Regions from separate parts of the Mus musculus genome. Here region 1 is linked to region 2. The links are chromatin contacts, called in public HiChIP or PLAC-seq maps. All regions are on one chromosome and are shown on one strand. The core of a region is the stretch at or near the end of the contact, and the rest is flanking DNA. Distances in the headings are between cores, read along the strand shown.

What was found. HiChIP or PLAC-seq counts read pairs in DNA pulled down with a chosen protein or histone mark.
Region 1: an H3K4me3 HiChIP or PLAC-seq map of stem cell-derived neural progenitor cells shows a contact between it and region 2, with 14 times the contacts expected there. The contact joins the promoter of Zbbx here to the promoter of Bche in region 2. A contact is called at or near these places in 15 of 39 promoter capture datasets (the 3T3-L1 cell line, 3T3-L1-derived adipocytes, the C10 cell line and 8 more) and 1 of 115 datasets of contacts at active chromatin or transcription factors (stem cell-derived neural progenitor cells).

Annotation. Positions count from the first base shown.
Region 1 is chr3:75,142,371-75,148,398 of GRCm38.p6, reverse strand. It overlaps Zbbx (zinc finger, B-box domain containing), which reads left to right and starts at 4,627. Exons shown (of 17, transcript NM_001310529.1): 1 at 4,627-4,811.
Region 2 is chr3:73,704,438-73,710,807 of GRCm38.p6, reverse strand. It overlaps Bche (butyrylcholinesterase), which reads left to right and starts at 2,393. Exons shown (of 4, transcript NM_009738.3): 1 at 2,393-2,673.

The sequences.
Region 1 (6,028 bases), core at 3,378-5,877, 1.4 Mb before region 2:
CTTTCTCCCCACTTCAAGAATTATGTGGATCACAATCAAACCTTTATGAAATTAACAGTGTGACTGACTGCTGACCTACCTACCTTAAGATTTCTAATTTGGCCTTCATATGGATGGCCATTTTCATGTGAATATTGAAGTCTCTTGAGTCAGCACCCCAGATTGTATTTTCTTTAGCTGTGGATCCTCAACTGGATGGGGTTTTAAAACATTCTTTAACTTGAATGAAATTTCAGAGTAGTAACATTCTCTCCTAAGGTCTTAGAGACAGTCTCAAAGACAAAGTGAAGACTTGCCACAAATTGACCAGGAAAAGTGAGGTCCATGGTTCCAATTTGGGGTTTACTATTCATTATCTGTATGATATTGGGCAGGTTGTCCAGTGAAATTTGATTCTTTTTTTTTTTGTACCTGAAACAGCGATGTGTGTGTGTGTGTGTGTGTGTGTGTGTGTGTGTGTATGTGTACAAATCCCAATTTTAAACCTGTAAAATTACAACTTGCCTTCTTTGTAATCTGTGTTATTTTCTATGTGGGAACTTGTTAGATGCTTTTCAAGATCTGGCATATCTGCTGTACATTTGAGTATACCAATTTGGTCCCCCCCCCCTTTTATTTGTGTATACCTTAGTTTTAAAAATTTCACCATAGGATGATGTGTAAATTTTTTCTATAAACTGATAAAAGTCAGCCATTGTAAATGCCAGGCAATGGAATTCCTCAACTGTATTTGCACATTTTGCTATGAGTCATCACTCCACATGCCACCGATACATAAGAAGAGATATAAAGGTGTCTCTGGAGATAAAGCAGAGTGTGGTTAATATCTTATTTCCAGGTTGCAGAGGTTTAGCATGCTAACACTTGAATTTATATTTCCTAAAAGGGGGAATGTTTTCCATAATTACATTTTGCTTTCTGTCTGTTGAAGGACAAGTGGATATCACTGGAAATCTGGAAATGTGAGCAAATTGCGTAACCTGTCAAGGATGACGTCACAAAGTAAAGGGAATCCCACCAAGGTAAGAAAGATGACATTTGCCAAACAGAAGGGCATGGAATATGTTTTCAGGCTTTCGTAGTCTCCCATGCCCAGGGATCCACTCCTCGTTCTTTAGTGACCTCATTTCAGGCTCCCTGTCCTTGGCTTACTATGAGGCGTTAATTACTCAGATATCCTTTGTCTTTCATACAGAAAGAAATTTATATACATAAAATATTTCAGAAGGTTTTTAAAAATTACTTTGAGGAGAAATTTTGTGTTATGCCTTTCTCTAAATTTCACACACAGCATTTCATTCATTTGCAGATTAAAGGATATAAAATACAATGGCATTGTTCTATATTACCAAGAATACTAATATTATATGATATAACAGATTGTAGGCTTCTGTCCTGACTTCATGTTATTTCTTATTTCCTTAATGTTGCTGTATTCCTCTTGAATAATAATAATTTATACACTCTTGGTCTCATGAATAAAGATGATCAAGGAAATATTTGCATGGCACTTCCGAAGCTACAGGTTTACTTTATCTCTGTTGTGCATTGTAAAATGTTACATTTATGATTGCAGGCAGGGAGGTGTCTTTATATAAGGAAAACTTTTTCTCTGGGCTTCTTTGGTACAGGATTCGTGACTTCGTGAATTTTAACTTGCACAGCATTTTATTTTTATATACCTATCATTAAACTTTCATTGGGTCATTTGGCACCTACAAATATCTTACTCGGCACTTCTGTACTTTTTGGCTTCTGAAAAAGCATTTCATTATACAATGCCATCCCTTTTGTGAGGGAGGCTTCTTTCATTTTGGGGTTAAAAATTTATAAGCCACTTTTAACTGGTCATTATCTTCCCACAGTACTGTCCTGTGTTGCATTTCAGATATTTTACTATAAATATGTTTTTAAAATGTGCTGTGAGCAGTTATAGTAGCTCATACTTGTCTTCCCATCACTCAAGAATTTGAAGCAGGGGGTCTGGCTTGAGCTTGAGGCCAGCCTTGGTTATGGTCTGAGACCCTGAGTCAAAAAGAAAAGAATGAAGCATAACAAAACAAAACTGAAGAGAACAGAAAAACTCCTAGTTTTGATTTCCAAACATATCTTCATGGACCTGTGTGCAATGGCCTTTGAAAAGCCCTGTTTTGAACTTTGAGTGGTTTAAGCCATGTTTTTAAGGAAGTCCTCATCTACCATAGTAAAAGCAAGGTACATCAAATATTTTTAGTAAGAATCAATATAAAACATTTGTAATAAATATTTTTGTATATGAATAGTGTATACATGCAAAATAATAGTTTGGCTAATGAATTTATATAGGGAAATATTTTAAGAATAAATAAAAATCTTTGTTTCCACAAACATCCTAATTACAAAAGAGGGCAAAAGTGGGAAGTGTGGGAGGTAGCTATCATAGAATTAGAGGCTGTGAAAGATGTAGAAGTTTCTGATCCTAGTCTTAGGTACGTGATGCATTTCAATTGATGAATAGGGTTCTCTTGCCCTGCAGAACTTGACCAGTAGGACTGAAATGATAAAAGAATGGTTTACAATGGTTTTTCTTGGCTATACACAGTTTTGACCATGAAATGCAGCAGAAATTAATAGACTTTGAACATGGACTTACTACGTATATACTTCTATTTATTTATGTTCATACCAATTTACAGCACATATGTTATAATATTAATTGTGGAATAAATAGAAGTAGAAATAGGTCTTTCTCTTCTACTTCCCAGTCACTTTGTGAGATGTCGGTATTATATGTGCCTGATGCTCTAGAGATCAGTGGGCCCAGAGGTGTAGAGGGTTACAGAGGCCCAGAGGTAATAGAAGGTTAGAAAAAGACCATAGATCTCATATGAAAGAAATCTGAATTGAAATGGAGATGGGAGAAGTGTAAAGAAAAATATTGCATCAAAATACAGTGAAAAAAGAATTAAGTAAAACATACAGGAGATTTACAGGATGTTTAGCGTAAGAGTAAGCCTGAAGGAAGAAGGAAGGAAAGTCTGTGGTATAAATTTAGGATTTTGTGTTCACTCACCTGTAAAGCTGAGTAAACATATCCCTACAAATTTATATAAGCGAGAGAGTTATGAAGACTTAAACCCAAGTCTGTGTGCAGTGTATGGTAACCCTCAAATTTAATATTTATTCAGTATATTAATCTGACTGTGGACTTCTCTTTGTTGAATTTTTACTGCAGCAGCCACCTCTATCTCTCACAAGATTCAGTTTATAATTGTGGCTTCACAGATGAAGTAATTTCCCATCAGAGAAGTAAACTGATTTGCTCAACGTCAAGCATCAGGTTGTTAGCCTTATTCTAAAATAATCTCCCAGTTTTCATCCAGTGAAGAGAGCCTGGATATAACAAAAGGGCAGGAATGGAGTCAAAGTCTTAGGATGTCATAAAAGCTTAAAGGGAGGGAGAGTTAGAACACATGGACATGCTAATGACATCCAAAGGGCTGTGTTATAACGAAACTTCAGTTCAGAGTCTGAGTTCTCAATGAGGCAATTTTGCTTCCCTGGAGACCTTTGGCAATGTCTGAAGTTTTTTTTTTTTTTTTTTTTTTTTGGTTGTTTTTGTTTTTGTTTTGTTTTGTTTTCCACTTTGACCATTAAGAGAGGTTTTCTACTTGTTCTGATGAAGTTGTATAATAGGGCAGGACCAGGAACAAAGCTGCTTCTGATCTTGCTACAACGCACTGCAGAGCCCCTTGGTGTCAACTGTGCTGATGGTGAGAAGCTCTCTATTGGCTTTATAAATTAAAATTCTCACTCATTTAGTCATTGTTGCACTCTTACACAACTCAACTCCTTTGAATTTCTGCTATGTGTTCATAAGACATTTGTAACATTTAGAGTTCTAAGCAAGGTAAGGGATGCTATACAGGAACCCACTTTGAATTGTTACAATGAATATTTTTGGAAAAGGAAAATATTAAAATATTGATCTGATAATGGCTAACTAATTGAACAATTAGTTTAACAAAAAATATTAAACTAATTGTTCAATTAGTTAGCCATTATCAGTTCAATGCAACAATATATTCCAAGTAGTGAAGACAAGAGCAAGAACACAGGAAGGTTCAATAGACTCAAGGGCAGAGTTAAGTTCTTTTGACTAAGTTGGTGGAGTGTCATCAGTTTATTGGCTGAGGAGTGGGATTGTGAGCAGGTCAGAAATTGAAGATGCAGATGACAGAATATGCCAGAGGTTGGGGCTGACATGTTTGAGAAGGTGGTTCATTAAAGACACCTTCACTGGGGAAGAGAGAATGCATTCCCCCTGGCAAGCAAAACAGAAGAAAATATAAAACAGGTGGAAGTAAACACAAATACTATAGCTTGGATCTGACAGGTGATACAGGCTTTCAACATCCTCACAGAGCAAAGGTGACAGCACTTGCTGTCAAGGGTGAAGCACAGGAAACAGGATGACAGAATTCTTGAGAGCAGAGGTTTGGAGTAGCAGCTATGGGCATCATGGCTGGGGTTGAGCAGCAAAGAATTGAACGGATGGCTGAGAAGGCCTATGTACCCTTGGGGGGGGGGTCATTCAGCATGGGTTTCCAGGAAACCCCCTAGCATTATTTCATCATAATAATAAGCAGAAAGGGAGAGCTGAGAGTCAAAGGAACAACGATCATGCTTGACACTGAGAACATCTGTGTTTGGGATTTTGAAGGCATGGACATTTAGAATGATGTCTAGCTGCAAGATTTGATTACAATGGTGGGGCAGCTAGAGGAACTTAGGGGCTGGAGTATTAGAGGATCTTCAGGGCTGGATGTCAGGTAAGGGGGGGCACTGAGGTATTTAGAGTTATTAATGATAAATGGATAGAGAGAAATACTGAGTAGATTTCTGATATTTAGTGGAGGAGGAACCTCGTGTACATTGACAACATAGAGAGAGCAGAGATCTTCGGTGGATGTGAATTGTTGAATGATGACACTGTAACAGTGCCCTGAGTAAAGAGTGCAGATCCTCCCCACCCCACCGCACTGCAGAGAGTGAAAGGGAGGAAATCAGGAACTAGTTGGCTTGGGAAAGTGGCTGATGGGAGAGTGCCTACTTAGCATGCAGGTAGCTCAGAGCTTCATTCCCAGCATCTCATAAATAGCCTGATGCCACTCATCCCATGTGAAATGGAGCATGTAGATCAGAAGGTCAGGGCAATCCTCAGCTACATAGTGAATTGGAGATCAGCCTGCCAAAAACAAAAGCAAGAACGAAACCCTCAACAAGGAACGAGTTTCTGTCGATTTATTTCGTGAGAAGCTGTGACCATCAAAGTGACCTTCACTTAATGTGAACTTCATGGTGAAACATTTTTAGGAGAGATATCAAGCACAAATAATTAAGTGAATTTTCACATAGGGTTGTATGGAACAGTAAGGGGGTTGCATATACAGATAGTAAGCAGAGATGACAAGTTTTCAGGAGGTGGGTTGAGCATAAATATCACTGAAAAGGTGCCTCCCGAGGGCAATTTGGATACATAAAAGCACTGGTGCCAGGTTGCAGGTATTTGTGATGCCTGCAGACCACAGACTATAGCTTAGTCTAACCCAATTGCTTAGTTGTTATGGATGGCAGAGCCAGTTAAACTGCGCTGGCTTTGGGAAGCTCTTGTTCAATGCCTTCTGGCGCAGCAATAAGTCCATTAAATTCTAGTTTCAGATATTCAGAAGCATGTAAACATGCATGTGAGCATCCGTATCCATCTAGTAATGCTACTTTATCACTCAATTATTTTTTCAAGCATAAAAATCAGATTTAATGACAAAATTCAATTAGACTGAAACTAGGAGTTTGTAGCTTATTCACTCAAATATTTTTTATGTAATTAGGATAATTTGAAGTAAATATGAATACATTTATAAAACAGACAAATATTACTCATAGTAATAAAATAAATTATAAAATTTCCCTAATAATTACTTTATTTCCTGACATAACTACTCTTCGTATGGAGCTCATAGCCAGGCTGATCTCATTGCAATTCAGT
Region 2 (6,370 bases), core at 1,144-3,643:
ATACTGTCATCATCATTATAGAGATTAAAAATACTTAGGAATACCAATGCTATGATAGTCCTTGAAATATTTCAATTGATAGTTTACATTATTAAGTAAATAAGAACCAGGAAAGCTACAACAAAGTATTTGACTGTCCTTATAGAGTTATAAAGTAAGGAAGTAGTATTTTCCTAAACTATGATATGTAAAATGCAAAAATTCAAGGTGTTTTTCTTTGTTACAGATACTTTGAAAGGGAAATAAATTGTTCTTGTTAAAAAGCAATGAAAGGGGAGAGGGTGGAATATCACATATACCCTGATGTCAGATGAGGCTCCTGGGTTAAAAGATGGGGGAAGAATAAGGAAAAAAAAAAGGCGGGGGGAGGGAGAGAGAGAAAAAAAAGAAGAAGGAAAAATTATTTGAAAAATGGTATGAAGAGATATAATTCCTTGTAAGGTAATTTACAATGCAGAAAAAAGTATATCAATAAAAGTTAAAGATCAGAACATTTTTGTACAAGACATCACCTAAAACAGTACCTGAGAGGTGTTGTGAATGGCTACCTAAAGAAGTTCTTTAAGGGCAGCAGACCAGGCCACCCTGAACGTGGGAAGGAGGGAGGAGTCAAGGGTTCTTGGCTACCCCATGAGAACCACGTTCAGCCAGTACAAAAACCCTTGCCAGAGTGCTGACAAAACACAAGGCGATGAGCCGGTGGCATGCAGCTTGCCTGCCTGACTCAACAAGCTTCCGGGCACATGACCAATATCATCACACTGGAGAAATGGGGAAAAGATCACAGCACAGACGCAAAGTACCTGTTGCATTTTCAGCCACAAGGGAAAGATCAGTAACACAGGAAGACGTGCTTTAAGTAGGAACTAATGTAGTGTACAGCAAAATGGGAGAGCTGAGAAACTCAGACAAAAATGAACTAAATGAACGAATGGGCCTCGAACCTAAGTGCTTCACTGAAGTAAAAATACTCAACAAAAGAAAAAAAAAAAAGTCAGTTTCATAATCCCCTAATATGGATTGCTACCTATTTTAAACATGTATTGCAGTCTTCTAGTATATGATTTTATATTTTTCATGACTATTTTAGAGTTGACACATATGTTATACAATATGGAGTAGACATGAGCAGCATGCACAAAAGCTCAGATAAATTCACCTACTAAGATCAGGGCTTGCGCTTAGATACAACTTTAAACTTCTATGGAAAACAAAGAAGTGGTGTTTTGATTGTAGTGTTTGTCACGTAATCGATATTGCCCAAGTAATACTTTACAGAGAAACGATAATCAGCTAATAAAAATGTCTTTTATCTGGAAAGCATTTGTTATAAAATGATATAAAAAACGTATAATCTGAAATTTTAACCCCCAAATTTAGTAGGGCTAGTAACATAGCAAGATTTTGAGATTTTGAAGATCAAATTTTAGCACCTGGAAATTTAATTAGTCATGCTAAATTCGTGTTCCTTGGGTTAACAGATTACATATAAATTATTAGTCATGAGCAGTAGCCAGGATGAAAGCACCAGTTAGTATATTTACATGTTTGAAATGTTACTTTCTACTAAAAACGAAGTGGATCTTTCTATAAATTTAGGTAATCTGTTAAATCTGTAGTGAGCCTTCAGCTGACAGGTTTAAGTAGTGAAAGCTGACATTTACAAAACCTTACAAGTGTATTTGAGAGTCAGCCCTTAAAGTGTTCCTGGAAGGTTTTTTCTTGTTTGTTTGTTTTGTGTTGTTTTTTTTTTTAATTTTTTTCACTTTTTATTTTTTTCTTGTTCTTTTTATTGTTTTGCAAAAATATATATGTAAGGTAAAATACGTTTGAAAATGAAAATATATGTTCACAAACACTGTCACTGCCGGGCTGGAAATGTTCTTTTAACTGTTTGCTGAAGAACTTTGGGCTTTTAATGTGTATAATAAATCATGGGTTTTCCTCTTATATATGACCAGCAGGGACTTTTGAGAAGTTGTCAAGACCTGTAAAATCTCTAGGACTTAAATAAGGGTTGAAATGCAGGGTGTAAGGGGCAGGAGTGGTGGTAGTCAGTTATTTAGCTATTGTAAGCACTCTTTTGATTTTCATAGTTTATATAGGGATTATTTTGTTTCCTAACAATGTTTTTTTTACGACGTTTTATGGTTGTACTATTTTCACAAAATTGCAGGTACACTTGGTTCCAATACCATTTCGTTAGAATACTTACTATACACAATGTTTAGTACCGTAAAACTTTTTAAAGAAAAAAAAAAAAAAGTCCACGATAGAGAACGAAAACAAAACAAAACAAACTAACCAAAACAAAACACCAAATGTTAAAGTCCGGGATAGTGCAAACTAACTCGCTCATTTTCTATTACTGACCCTCCCCGCCCCGCCCCTCCTTCTCTCCTGAAGCCTGCCTGCAATGGTGGAGGAAGACCCACAACCCTCTCTGAAGAAGTCACCGCTGCTTTTGTGCGAGCAGATGTCAGCCTGGGAAGCCTGGCCAGAGCCAGATCAAGTTGCTGCTGCCAGCTCTCGCGAGCTTTGTCTGGAAGAGTTGACTGAAATGTCAGAGTCCTGCAATTCACAGGCAGGGCGGCAGCTGCATCCCGCGCGTCCCCAAAGCATTGCAAGATTGCCACTTTGCAAACTTCCTCATCCTTTGCTGCAGTAATTCCGGTGAGTTGCTCTGATTTTTACAGATCTTGTGCTGAAGTTCCAGTGAAGATCGACTGAGGCAAGAAGGGAAGGAGATTTTTTTTTTTTTTCTCACGTGTTTGTGGTGCTCCCTTGGGACTAGTCCCTGACAAGGGAACAGGACAGAAGAGCCAGGCGAGAAGCCACTACCTCGGGGCTTTCTCTTATTCCGGAAGACACAAAGTTAATCCCTTTTTCTCTTGAGGACCGAGTGAATTTGTTATACATTGACCGAATAGGCATAGCACCTGTGGAGTCTCTTACATTTGTATGCATGTATGTATGTATGTATGAATGTATGTATTCCCTTTCTATGGAGACTTATTTTAGGCTAGGTTACCCTTTAATGCAGAGGTTAGTCAACCTCTTAACAGAAGTACTTATTTGAGCACACATGATAGTTTTCAATATCTTCTATTTTGCAATCACGTAGATTAATTTTCTCTTATTACTTAACAGGGCACTTTTACCAAGCAACACTTTGTCCCCTGAAACTTTCACAACATCCACTGGCATGCAGAAATCGAAAACTCCTTCTATGTCCAAGAAAATATATTCTCTAATTTAATTTACAAATACTTCCTTATCCATGATTGGCCAACTTTGAGTGTTTAAACCGGACAAAATTATCTTATGCTACCGTTATTTTTATAGGAATAGTATAAAAATGGGAAGTTTTGTCTCATCCTAGAATCCTGGAAATCTACCATTATTTTATAACATCAGCCTCAGTTTAGTCATTGACTATAAGATTTATAGGAACAGAAAAAAAAATTGAAAGACACACAAAATCATTTTATTAGGTTTCTATGTGATATATATATATATATTTCCCTAAGCAGGTATTCTGCATCTGAATGAATGTGTTCCAATGAGCAGGTACAATGCTTCATTAATATAAAATATAGAATATTTATAACAAACATGACTATAATTCACTTTCACAAAAGTCATATTGTTTGAAGACAGGAGGCTTTTAAAGATAACTGAATGAATTGAATTGTAAGTCTGGGGTTTTTATCGACAAAATACCATTACCTTCAGATGGCAAATAAACGCCTAGCCACATTTACAAAGACATGCTTTGTTCCTTTTGAGTGTTATTTTTGTTGATGTACAATATTCTACATCTTGAATTATAAGAAGAAATCTGAAGCTGTTTCCATATCATATTTTTATTAAAAAGTAAACCAAGAAAAATTTTAGAGGATATATGAATTTATTCTCCTCTATAAATTTAGTCTTTGATTTGATTTCTTGGTCACAAGTGCTAATGCACTTTAAATTTCATCTTTGATTTGCTTTGATGGTTTTCCAACATCTGATTATTCTTAGTGAAACTGACTGACTGTCTTATCAAATCTGGAGGTCACCACCTTTGCCCTAAGCCAGGTTTGGTCACACAAGTCCTCATTAAATCTATTTAAAGAGCTAAACTAATAGTGGAGAGCAGAAAACGGGTTGTACTCAATGGATACACTGGGAAAAGATACAAAGCTTTGCCTCCATTGTCCATCTTCAGAGTCCTGAAGAAAGGATAAAGTTCAAGAATGTGCCCATCCAAGCAGCCTGTTCAAGGTATGTTCCCAGCAAGCCTTGACCCTTCATCGTCTAGACTTCCATCTCATCCTGTAAGGTGTTCTTACACGTTGTTAGAGCTGTATAGAATCTCCTTCAAGGACATAAGTTCCCTTCTGGTTTATGTTTTCATTTTGTGTCATTCGTTTTCTGGGGAAATCCCCATCTCTTTGAGACCCATTGTTTTGATAGTATGATTGTCAGACTGAGACAACCAAGTGTATCTTTAGAATTTCTTCCTTTCTCTGAGGCAACTACAGTCATAGAAATACAACAATAACAGACAGAATTTACCTTCCAAAAGAAACCCAAAAAAATCTAGTAATTTAATATTCAGGTTACTAATATGATCTTGTATCCACTGTGATTTTAGTCAAGAATAGACTACAGGTCCTAACAACTCATCTATTACCCTGATTTGCTTGGATGTCTTAGCAGACATTCAATCTGTGGAACATCAGAATATAGTCCTTTCATTAACATATTGCTTCAAATGTGTTTACTTAGCCTGAAACAGAACAGTAATTGATTGGGTAAAGAAACTGCTGTTTTAGTCAAATGGCATTCCAATGTTGCTTCTAGACCAGCCCAGTGCTAACTAGATAGCACTTTACCAACATGTTTTACAAACCTCCGTTTCCAAATAAGATCCACAGATATTAGTCATAGTTTAAAAACAAGAATGTACGATACCAAAAAACTGAAATTATGAGTATTTTTTGTTTTTGACATTTTCCTTTTTTTTTAATTATTTCTAGGATGGTTTATTATTTTAAATATGTGACAATTTTTTTTACAAATAAATGATGATAGCTTTTTTATATCAGCATTTTAACACACCCATATCTTAAAGAATGTATATTACTTTGTATATTTCCTCATAAAATTGGCTGGAGAATTTAGATTGTGAATTTGAGTTAAAAGTAAAAGAGGGGATAATGTGCCTTTTTATTTTAAAAGTTAAATTTTTTAAAAGATTAGAATTTATAATATATTAGCTGTAAAATTTGATATCAATCAACATTTGTTAAACTTGAATTTGTTATCCTAATTCCCTTTTTGTGGTTAATGTTTGGTTTTTAATTCTAGAACTTATTTTCTGTTGACTTAGGGATAAAAGCTCCCAATCCCTTCAAAATACTAACTACTACTTCAAGGTGTGAGCTTATCTACTTTAAGATTGCTGCATTTCATATGAAAATTTTCCTCATTTTTTTAATGATAAGCTAGAGGCATTTAATATTTTACTTTTTAGCAGTTACCAGTTACACCAGAATGTATGAGAGGCAAGGAAGTTTTTTATATTTTATATTATAATTGAAAACTTTCATTTTGAAATCTCTTTATTTCTGTTTTGATTGTTTAACTATGTGATAAAAACATGTTAAAATATGTCTTTGAGCCAGGCGTGGTTGGCGCATGCCTTTAAACCTAGCACTTGGGAGGCAGAGGCAGGCGGATTTCTGAGTTCGAGGCCAGCCTGGTCTACAGAGTGAGTTCCAGGACAGCCAGGGCTATACAGAGAAACCCTGTCTCGAAAAACAAAAAACAAACAAACAAACAAACAAAAATATGTCTTTGACAGAGAGGAACAGAATGGGCAAATGTCATGTTAAGTAAAGAATAGAATAATGGTAATTTATATATAACCAATTTATACTGTATCGAAGGTGGGAACATAGGGATCTTTTCATTAACACTGCAGATTCATCAATACGAAGAATAAATCTTCTCAGCAGGTAGGATGCAGGGAGGAACTGCATTAACATCTTTAAATAAATGAGTGCTCACTATGGTGGTTTCTAGTGTTACGTTGTACCTTACGCACAAGAAAAACTCATAGGTGTCATTATTGAGAACTTGATTCTTATTCATGTAAACAGTGCTCTGGAAATCCCAAAATAGGTACTAAATCACAGAAGAAAACATTGTACAAATATAGGCCATGTAGAAACACTGACTCTTTAGATGTGATGGTAGCTGCTATTGAATATTATGAAATTACCATCGTTGTTAAATGCATTCCCAGCAAATACAGGATGGAGGTAATTATGCTTACTTTACAAGAAACTGTTGAAGAAATGTTTGTGTGTTTGTGCAG